Linked DNA regions of Gasterosteus aculeatus: region 2 is linked to region 1. Evidence: chromatin contacts called from public Hi-C data. All regions are on one chromosome and are shown on one strand. The core of a region is the stretch at or near the end of the contact, and the rest is flanking DNA. Distances in the headings are between cores, read along the strand shown. Region 1 holds the start of smx5. Region 2 holds the start of tprg1 (tumor protein p63 regulated 1).

The links. A called contact is a pair of places that touch in the nucleus more often than the background predicts.
Region 2: a Hi-C map of skeletal muscle shows a contact between it and region 1, with 8 times the contacts expected there. The contact joins the promoter of tprg1 here to the promoter of smx5 in region 1. A contact is called at or near these places in 6 of 6 Hi-C or Micro-C datasets (blood and trunk muscle, liver, skeletal muscle and 2 more).

Annotation. Positions count from the first base shown.
Region 1 is chr8:4,541,618-4,547,170 of fGasAcu3.hap1.1, reverse strand. It overlaps smx5, which reads right to left and starts at 2,115. Exons shown (of 5, transcript XM_040183623.2): 1 at 1,871-2,115; 2 at 1,592-1,659; 3 at 1,248-1,278; 4 at 1,074-1,133; 5 at 100-588. The coding sequence starts at 2,047. The coding sequence ends at 463. It overlaps inpp5d (inositol polyphosphate-5-phosphatase D), which reads right to left. Exons shown (of 27, transcript XM_078107629.1): 19 at 5,247-5,336; 20 at 5,047-5,157; 21 at 4,866-4,945; 22 at 4,572-4,743; 23 at 4,337-4,483; 24 at 4,188-4,251; 25 at 3,931-4,107; 26 at 3,405-3,841; 27 at 2,441-3,327. The coding sequence ends at 3,287.
Region 2 is chr8:4,696,448-4,702,000 of fGasAcu3.hap1.1, reverse strand. tprg1 (tumor protein p63 regulated 1) reads right to left here and starts at 2,358. Exons shown (of 6, transcript XM_078107639.1): 1 at 1,735-2,358; 2 at 995-1,556; 3 at 7-98. The coding sequence starts at 1,760.

The DNA.
Region 1 (5,553 bases), core at 866-3,365:
CAAAATGCCTTCTTTCCGAGAGCACTTTGTGGCAAAGAGTTATCAGTTTCTCAGATAACTAAAATCCCCAAAACATTTGTGAATGACAACATGAACATGTAAATAAAATAGGGTTTTATTTTGAAGTGGAATAGTAAAAAAAAGTCATTTTTTCAAAGGAAAGCAACGGAAACACTAGAAACATATCTTTACCTCTACAGGGCTCAAAAAATTGAATTTAGTCCTGATTCTTTCACACAAAACCAAAAGTCGGTACCAAATGACGCCTTCCTGCCCCGCTGAAGACCACTTCCAATCATGACTGTTGATCTCTTAACATTAGGAGAACATGACCAACACTGCTGAATCACAAGAGATGCACAAACTATCTCACCTTGAATGTAACTCAAAACTATATAAGAATTCACGGTCAGAACCCCTTGACCCCCCCCGACCCCGACCCCCCCACATCCTTTGGGTTAATCACTGCTTCTGCTGCATTGCTTCTTTTCGCGCAGCGTCCTGCAGGAGCTGAGTGTCCACCTCGTCAGCGGGCAGCTGAACGTACCGGACCACCGATCCACGGATAAAACAGTTTTTCACGGATAACTAGAAAAAAGAAAAATCAAAATGCGCAGTTTGAAGAGAATTCATTCAAGGCAGCGAGAACACAAATGCAGATCTGTCCGAATAAACGTTCTGTTAGATGGAGTTTAGTGTGTGACAAATTCTTTTGTGTGGCATGTTTGCCATGTTATGCATATATTGTATTATATTGTAATGTATTGTAATATATACATTTATTTTACATATATTTCATATTACCTTCATAAAGTGTGTATATTTGGGATTTAAGAGAAATCCTTGTCCGGAGCATTGTTTTACAGCGAGGGGCTCCGAGACCCCACCTTAAAATCATGTTTAAAGGAAATTCTCACAAAAGCCACGAAGCTTCAAGGCGATCAAACAATGTCCCGTTTGTTTTTTGGGTCTGTTAACAAAGGCCTGGATAGTTCAGATCTCACACTGAACATTTAGGGTTTTCAATAGGTATATCTCAAAAGAAGGGACAGCGGGTGATAGCAAAGACTTACCATGTGTGGATATTTCTCTGGATCAGTAACACTGATGTCTGTGAGCTTGATATTCAGGTACTGAAAAACACACAGGCAGAGATAAGTCATAATTCGTCAATCAAATAAACGTCGAACAGCCGCAGTTCTTACAGCTTTTATTCAAAGTGAGGGAAATAGTTCACGATTTCCAACCTGGTCAACGGAGTGAAGCGTCCCGCAGATGCTGGAAGGAGAGACGGCAGCATTAAACCGATTGAGACGTTTCTAGATCAGAAATACAGCTGACCGGAGCGGAGGTGTTCTAATCACTGGCCTACACATGCAGTCTACTATAATATATTTTACCAAAAATAAAGAATAACCAATTATTTTTAAACTATACTGTATTCAAATTCCAAGACATTACAATAGTTCACGTTAGCCAGAAGGGTCATTTGAAGCGTGCACACCTTTCTTCCACCACAGCTAACGATAAATAATGGCGGCTAAATCGAACGGTGTTAAAAGGCCACACGACTTTCTCGGAAAATACTAACCTCAGGTCGTTTTTAAGCTCCACCACCACATCCTTCCCCACCAGCGACTTGAAAAACGAGTAGAAAAGCTAGAAAAAGAAACACAACGACATGACAACGCTCTTGTTAGCATCGGGCTACATGCTAAGCACGATACCTGTATGCAGACAGCAAACACAATCAACCCCATTCGGCTGTGTGGTGAGATATAAATACTTGACTAGCGGCGTGGCGACTTTTCAAATAAGACATTCAATGGAAACTTAGAACAAATGACTATTTCCAAAGCGTAGTTCTTACCATTATTGCTGTTGGCTTCTTGCGGATGTGCGTCGAGTGCTGATGACGTAATATTGCTGCGCCCAATCGGGGTGCAGCTACTGACAAATACCACACGAGGGCGCCAGAGATGCGCTCCGTGTCAGCGGGATTGACGCTTAACTGTCGAAGTCTATTGTGATTTGTTACGCGAACCATGGGACCATAACGCGTGTTAGTCAGCCACGTGGCATCAAAGTGAGTCCGTGGAATTACTATCAGGCGGTTTATCTGTTGGACTCGGGAGATATTACATATTCGTAAGTGTTTATTATGTCTGCTAGTACTGTGGACACCTGCAAGGCTTTTCAGCAAGTTTCTTTATAGATCTTGAGGCACAGGAACTTCAACTATAAATGTTCTGAATATCTTTTAAAACCCTGCAGGGTTTACTATGATTGCACATTTTTGACCTGTTGACCCGTGACATTAAGCATTGTCTGCCTGGGGCCCATTGTGAATGGTTACATACGTCTACGTCTCAGATGAAAAAGTAACTCATGTGTTTATAGGTGATCCTGGTGGGATTGCTGTAAAGAAAATACATTTGTATGCAGCAAATGTAATCGTCCTCTTTATTCATCTCCTCAGGAGGTGCAATAATTGGATTAAGGATAGAAACAAATATGCAATAGTTGTAGAAATTATATTCAATTTTAAAGAAAAAGAGAAGTGGCAAAGAAACTCTTGTCTCCTTGCTTGTGCACATGAGCAAATATGTGAATGTGCAGATTACATTTACACACTGATCAAACCACATGAGAATTAAGATTATTTAGGGGTTCATATATGGACTGCATGCAGTTCTTTTATGCAACAGCAGATGGAAGCAAACAATGAAGAACTACATCTTGTCTCAGACTGTTGAGATGAGTTTGTGATATAGATCTGAAACTACCAAATCCAGTTGCTGTTTGTTAGCACCTGAGAATTTATTGTACATCTTCATGGTAGACATGTTCATGTCTGTGGAGGATAATACTGTGCGGTACACATTTGTCAGCTACTGTATAGTGTAATTCTCCACATGATATGTAAAGTTTATCGAATGGGCAGTTTGATTCCAAACCCACGTTTTAATGCAATCTTTCTATAATATAAATGTTTTGCTCTTTTTTTATATAACTTCAAGGGAAAAGTTTCACACCATTTTTCATTCTTGCCACGAATTGGACAACAAGACTGAGGCCAGGCTCATGTTAGGGCAAAGAATATGAAATAATAGCCAGTGGACAGTTAGCTTAGCTTAGCATCAGGACTAAAAACCGAAGGAACTGGTGATGGACGAGCTTTATATGCTCCACTGTTACGGGTTTCTATGCTAAGCTAGTGGTATCCTCGGTTTTAATGTTTCCAACAATGCAGAGCAGGTAGCTGCACAGTCGCTGCAGCTTTGCTTCACTTCACGGAACGCCCGGCCTTTGGAACGTCAGCGTGCACTGCGGAAAAACAAAGAGCTCCATTATACATATTATATTTGCTGGGGAAATAAAGAAAGAAAGCGAGCGTTCCCTACGGTCTTTTGGAGGCGGCGGCTGGCCAGGTCTCGCCGGCGGCCTGAGTTTGCCGAGGAGTTCGGCGCTCTCTCTGTAGTCTCTGGGGTTCTGGGGCTCCGGCACGCCGGGCCGGGACTTGGAAGGCAAAGGAGGACGTTCTGGCGCGAACCCCCCCTCTGAGCGCGACGGCACCACTGGTTTCTTGTGGGCCGAGGCCCGCGAGGGAATGCAGGTCGGCGGCGGGGGTTTGGTCTCGGAGCAGGTGAAGGAGCGGTGGCGCGGGGTCGGCACTGGGGGGCGATCGGGGTCGCTATCTGCCGGTTTGAAGCTGGGGAAGTTTGGATCTGGCGGCACAAGGAGGTCCTTCGGCGGGTGGTCTTGGTCCTTGGCCCGTGATTTTCCCATCGCACCGTATAACGGATTGTCGAACATCGCTGACGGCTTTTCATCCTCAGCCCTGGGGACAACGGGACACTTTCACTTTCTCCTGAATCACATCAGCTATTTTTTGGGGGTGATTTTCTGCAGCAGAACAAAGGCACTCACATGGGCTTTCCCGCGGGACTGCGTGTGTTTCCCGCGTCGTAACCGCCCTGCTTGTCGGTAGGTATGTGTTTTGGTGGCATGCTGTAGCTCCAACCTTTATCCACCACATGCCCACTTTTAAAGGACATCCCGACATAATTTGGGTTGGAAATATCATGAGCTTGGGTGGCGGAAGACCTGAAGACAGAAAGATATCTCAACCCCCGATGTCGCTCTTGACACGTTTTGAAAGGTAGCCGGGCGATAAAAAGCCTCACCTGTTTGTGTCGCTGCCTTTGCCTTTGGAAGCAACAGCGTCATCCTTTTCGACTTTAATGAAATCTGAAAGCAAAATACGACATGACGCTACGAGAGCTGCAGCAGAAAGCGTTTGACGGGTGAGTCCGGAGCGTATTTGGAGGCTCACCGTATAGCTTCTCGGTGGGAGTGCCCTCCGAGGTGCGTAACTGGATGCCACCCGTGAGAGTGCCCGTCCTTTCTCCGTGGTGAGTCAGCGTGATCTGAAACTCGGTGTAGGCGAACTGGGCAGCTCGTAGCGCAACGCAACCCTCCCCTTTGGAGACAAGACACCCCGGGTTTGATGGTTCTTGCCGCTCAGCTGGACGCATTCACGTTGCATCACCGTGCGTCACTTCACTCACCGTACGACTCGTCCCAGTCCGTCGACTTCACGCAGATCAGGATGTGTTGGTCCAGCAGGTACTCTGGATCCGAGATGATGGGGGTGAGCTTAGAGGAGAAAAGAGACGTGGCACTGCGGTGACTTTGAGGAAATGGCACTTTCTTGTTTCCTGTTCGTCCGAGTTTGTATCCCTATGGTTGAATGCACTCATTGTAAGTCGCTTTGGACAAAAGCGCCAGCTAAAAGACGTGTAATGTAATGACTAAGCGCAACAAGGTTTTGTCCACGCTGAAAGCTCCTTCCCCCGTTTTACCTCCACTTGGTTGCCGAACCAGACTTTTATCGAGCCGTCCAAGTGCTCTGTGTTCTCTCCCTCCAACGTCTTGACTGTTTCTGTAAACATTAACAGACTCATTCATGTCGATCCTCTAAGCATTTTTAAAAAACCTTGGATTACAATGCGATGTGGGTCAGTCACAAGAGCCTGGACGTACTTTCCAAGCAGCTGGAATGGTATTCAATGAAGAACTTGGTCTTCGACTTTGTCAACAAGGTGGCCACACAGTTCATGATCTGTATTCCGCCTTGAGGTGCACTGTTCGGGTCTGAAAAGTGAGACCAAAAAAAAGGACGTGTAATTTTAGAGCGGATGACATGAAGTGATCTGCATAGGGGTCAAAGACAGTGATCATACCTTGCTTGGAGACAAACTGTGAGGCTACTCCGACTTCAAATGTGGCAAATAACGGCGAGTGGTCACTTGTCATGATGTCATTGGTACATCCTGTGAGATAGAACGTCTCATTAAATGTAATTAAGGGACACGACATTAAACGAGAGGTGCAGCGGACACTGAGATGAATGAACTTTCACTCTCCAGTGTGGGACCTCTGTCTTCTGTGGGACCCACACCTATCAACCCCACATCCCTTTGGAAGGTTCCCCTTCACAACATCATCGTACAAATCTATTCCCATGTTTTCTCAGGACATGTAACGTGT
Region 2 (5,553 bases), core at 1,109-3,608, 150 kb before region 1:
ACTCACTCTGCCATCAGCCAAACACTGTGAACGCTGCCATCGACTTCCTCCTCCACCAGAGCTTTCACGTCTTTGATGCCCTGTTCCAGTGTGCCAGGCTGAGGAGACAGAAAGGCTGGGTGTCATTTTCTAGTTTTTCATTGTGACAACCACAATGTGTGACAGGAAGCTTAAGGGTGATCTTTGAGGCAGACGCACAGCTGGGACTGGTACTCCAACTAAATGTCAGCGTGTCTGTGTCAAACAAAATGACAATAAACAAAAAATATGAAGCCTCCGCACAACAAAATGACTGCAAATGAAGAAAGCTGTGCGTGCAGCTTCGACGTTAGAAGACACGAGAGAAAGCTTGTGCACAGAATACACTTCACATCCAAATTGATGCTTTCCCATGAAACTCAGACTGTCATTTCTATAGCATGGCATTCTAGCCTTCCACTTTTATTATTTCAGTGGCAAGTTGAAAAGATTAGGAGTTCATACTGAGGTCTTACAGCAATCTGAAAAAAGTGCTTTCCCGACCCGAGAGGACTACCTGTAGCAAGCCAACCCAGATTGGAACTTGTTCCAAAAAAAAATACTTGCACCATCCACCGAAAATATAATAAGTGTCCATAACAGCATTATGTTGTCGCACTTTTGCGCTAAATCGTATAAAAACCAGTACATCACCAGTTTCAAACTCACTACAGTGCCAAAGCTGTACAACTTGAAGTAAACAGTGAGCAGCAGGTCATGTAACAGGTTTTTCACCAGCTTCACATGCAGGCGGGTTGAATACTGTGTCTCATAAAAAGAATTCTTTAAGGAAATATCCTAAGCCGCAAAGTAGTTAAAGGACTTGCACACAAGAATGAGCCTTATTAAGTCCACTCTGGGACTGCATGTTATGTTGTAACTATAAACAAACAATAAACACTAAATAAGTCAAATGCAACTATAGTAATAAGGACAGATGTCAAATGTAGTATAGCCTACTACCGCAAGTTTTTACCCTCAGCACGAAGAATCTTCTTATCTTAAAATGTTGCAGAGAGGGCTCCACGGAGGAGTCACCCCGCGGGGGGCGGGCGGCTCCGACCTCCGCTGCCCGCTCCTCCGGGCCCTCGGGCGGCTCCGTGTCCTCCGTGGGGGGAGGCGGCTCCGTGTGACCCAGGTCCTCCGTGGGGGGAGGCGGCTCCGTGTGACCCAGGTCCTCCGTGGGGGGAGGCTGCTGCGGGTCCTCCGTGGGGGGAGGCGGCTCCGTGTGACCCAGGTCCTCCGTGGGGGGAGGCGGCTCCGTGTGACCCAGGTCCTCCGTGGGGGGAGGCGGCTCCGTGTGACCCAGGTCCTCCGTGGGGGGAGGCTGCTGCGGGTCCTCCGTGGGGGGAGGCGGCTCCGTGTGACCCAGGTCCTCCGTGGGGGGAGGCGGCTCCGTGTGACCCAGGTCCTCCGTGGGGGGAGGCTGCTGCGGGTCCTCCGTGGGGGGAGGCGGCTCCGTGTGAGAGCCCAGCGGAGGCTGCTTCTCCTCTTCGCCGGGCTTCGTTCTCTCCTCTTCGGCTGCTGCCATGTCGGGGCTTCAACGACACGTGTGTCCACATTAGCAACACTTGTGTAACAGATATTTATACCAAGTTAAAAAGGTTAATGACGGCTGCGAGGCCTGTGTTTAAAGCTTTGCCTCCAACAGTCACGTTGGGGGCACAACTTCCCCGGTATCGAGAATCGCTGTCACACTCACCCTGTCACACTCACCCTGTCACACTCACCCTGACGTTCATGTCGCTGAAGTTAAATCCCCTTTGATTGAGTTAAAGCAGAGTTGAGGGACTTACTTGTCGCTGTGATGTCTGGTTGAAGGGTTCAGCGGGTCCGGACAGCGGCGCAGGTGAATTAACTTCCTTGTTCCGACCAACGTGCGTTGTTGGGCGCGTGCGCGACGCAGCGCGACACTCGGGCCGTTTTACTGCTTTCTGTCGACGGTGCGCGAGCTGCACCGGCACCAGTCTGCGAATCGGCTCGCTAACGTCTACGGCTGGTTCCGTACTGACTGGAGGGGGTTTGTGAATGAAGCGAGTGGAGGTGGAGGTTTGGTCCACGGACACAGCGCATTTCACTGCGTCTGTTCCTCCACCTGCCTGACCAGATCTACCTGTTAGGAGGCAACGTACCCACGACACACCCTGCTGTCAATAAGTTAATATGTCCTCGTTCGATTTCATAGTTTTTTTTTCATCAAAAAAGTAGGTAGTCAGAGATGTCCACGTCACCAGTCTGCTTGAGGGTTAAATGAGGTGTTTTATAAGTTACATTCCAGCCAACGGCTTATGATTACCTGCCTGAAGGGAGCTTCCTTCCATGAATACTGAATTAAATGACGAAAATAGCCATTATCCTTTTCATAAATAGAAAATATTTTGATCTTCTTACCAAATCAGACAGAAGTTAGCATCTGACTATAGTGTAAAAAGTCAACAAGCCAGCCAAACCCATAGCAACAGAGCTTTAACCGGATGCTCTTATTGTCCTAGTTATGTCACCGTGTGGGTTTCTTTCCTGTTTTATTTTGTAGTTTCCTGCCTCTCGTGGGCCTGGGTACTATAAAGTGCCTTTGGTGTCCCCATCAGAATCACAATCATCGTGAAAATGGAGCAGAAGGATGAATTGAGGTCATATTATATATGGCCAAACATCTACACACATATCAGTACAATGATAAGTTGCCTTGAATATGTTTCCTTCATTTAATATAATAGTTTTCCCACACACTGCTCTGCTAAGTGTCCGTAATAAAGTGGTTATTTGATACAAAATATGGCTTTATTGTCCACAACATGTTAGTGTTTTTGATAAGGAACATTCAATTTTCATAATTATTGCATGTGTGCCTGAGATTGCAGGTCCACCTACCATGATTACTACCATGGTTATGTCTTCTTCAATATGACTATTTACACTCAAATTTCATAATATTCATCATATGTGTGTGGTTGGATCTCGTCAAGCTTAACGTGCCCACACTGTCATAGAGAAATATCATTTTATAGTTCTCAATGAAATTCACAATCCAACTGGACAGGAACATAATGAAACCATCGTGTTGGTTATGTTTTTTTTTTAAGTCTGCTGTCATGTTATTCCTTCTTTCAGTCCAGAGCATGTTTGCTTTTGAGATGATTGAATAAGAAGTTTTACTCTGCTCTAACAAGAAGCTGGACTTTTTGTGAAAGAAAGAAATCTCCATGAAACCTTTTGATCCCCTTCCTTTACTCAATACAGTGATAACACCAAACTGAAGACCGCAGCATAATTGAATCACAGACCTGGTGGCAGTTTTAGTATCTCAGCATGGCTGCGTCAGATCAGTGGATTTCTGCTTCCTGCTCTGCGTAAACCGTTGAACTTGGAAACCCTTTTGACCCATGATGCATCACATCATTTGGAGGAGCAAGGATACAAATGCTCCATGTTCTTGTATCTAGGCCAAGGAAATCAACACTACATAGCTGGAAATGCTCACTGCTGCCTTGGGTTCATACTTCAGTGTCTCCATGCAGTTTTTTTTAGTGTTGTCACATACATGTTTATCACCAATGGAATTTACTATGAATTAATAATAGGTTAAATAATAGATGTCACATTTTCTGTGGATGTTTTCATTGAAATGGGACAGCATGATTGCATTGTGAGCATGTGCTGTCCTTTGTAGACGCCAGTAACTTATCATATTCATATGTTTAAGTGCATCTTAGACAGTCTTATTTGTTTTTATAGTTGTACTGTGCAACGTTATATATCATGTGATGCACTGTACGGCTTTGTACACAAGCCCCCAAACACCCTATTGATCCTGAACTATAATTTTCAGCTGCTATATTGTTTTTCAAATACAGAAAGAGGCAAGTTACTGCATTTATATAAAAAATAATGTAACTCTTAAAGACCAAACGTGCAGAAGACACATGGCAACATTTCTAAATATAACAATATGTTTCATACATATATTTCATATCAGCCTCGTATCACGCGTGTAGAAAACCTCATGGTACCGTGAAACAACGCATGTGCGGGTGACCCGGCATGATTTATTTTCAATGGCAGGCGATCTACCAGCACTGCCTTCGCGATCAACCTGTTGTTTTAAAATGTGTTCTTCTTCCTATCTGAGTACATATTTGTATATCACCTTTTAAATGAGAATCATTTAAGAAAGAAAGAGAAGAAATCATTTTAACATGTAAATTATATTTCTTCATGTTGAGCCTGTCGTACACTTGTGGAAAGCAAAGACGAGTTGGTTGAATCTGGGCTGGAGCATCAACTGTGAGATGACATCCATTGACTTGACAACTCAAAACATACACACAAACATGTCCGGGGCTTTAAACCAATGTGCCTGCTGGATGGAAGTGATTCAAGTGTGTCCCAGCACGTATGTGTTTGTTTATCCACGTCGCAGCAAGGCCTGATCGACCGCACACGGGATCAGCAGCTGTTGCCTAGACCTCTGCGACCCCATAGGTTCCACGGTCACGATGGGTGTGCGCGCAGCGGCCTGCTGAGGCGTAGCAACACCGGCAGCCTCTTTTTGCCTGCTTAGCCTGTGAGTAATGCTGGGACCAGAGCGCGGGGGGGGGGGGGGGGGGGGGGCGGGCGATGGGCTTCGTTAACTCTGCTCAAGCCTAATGAGCTGGAAAACTCCTAACCTTCAGTGATTTAGTTCAGCAAAAGCCCCAATTGTCTGTGATGGCAAATGGCTTGAGTCTAGGTTTCGGTCTTCTTTCATTTGTTTTCACAACAGAAAAATACGCTAAAAATAAAAAAAAGGAATCGTCAGAGCAGCCGTATGAGTCACGCTGTTTGGATATTATTGCAAAGCAACAGGAAGGTAATATATCACGCTAGTAAAGCAACATTAAGGAAAGTTTCCCATAAATATATATTTAGATTTATCTTTTTACATTACATACAATTTTGCAATTCTCATGGTTAACTTTTGCATCGCATTTGAACACTTCATTCTGTCAGACAGCAACGTGCATCTCGGGACCAGTGCGTGTTGTCTTGTGAGGACAACGATGTGGCTGCACACACCGACCGTGAGCTGAGCGCAGTGTTTGCCGCCCGGAGGCTCCTCGTCCAGATGAGTGCAGACAACGGTTTGTCAGACCCGGACCTGACCGGTCAGCTTCGGGTTCACAGGGACGTTTCAGGGGAGCCTGAAAGTGATAGTACACACGTACAGTAAATCAGCGTGGCGTTGATTTCTCAAAGATAAAAGAGTCTCGGCCCTGACCCTCTACGTCCAGGTTGGAGACACAGTCTCACATGAATGTTTGGTTCACATTTGGGGTTAAGCGCTGAATATATTAAACACACATAAGAAAAAATAAATAATAAATAAAAAGTGTGGGTTTTTCTAATTAAAGGAAAAGTCTGACATTTTGCAAAATGCGCTTATTTTCTTTTCTTTTGTCAATTGAGGAGATTCTCCTCCCTGTTAGGGATGAAGTTACAAGTAACAAGAATATGGAGAAATGACGCCAGCTTGACTTTGTCTGACAATCACTCTAC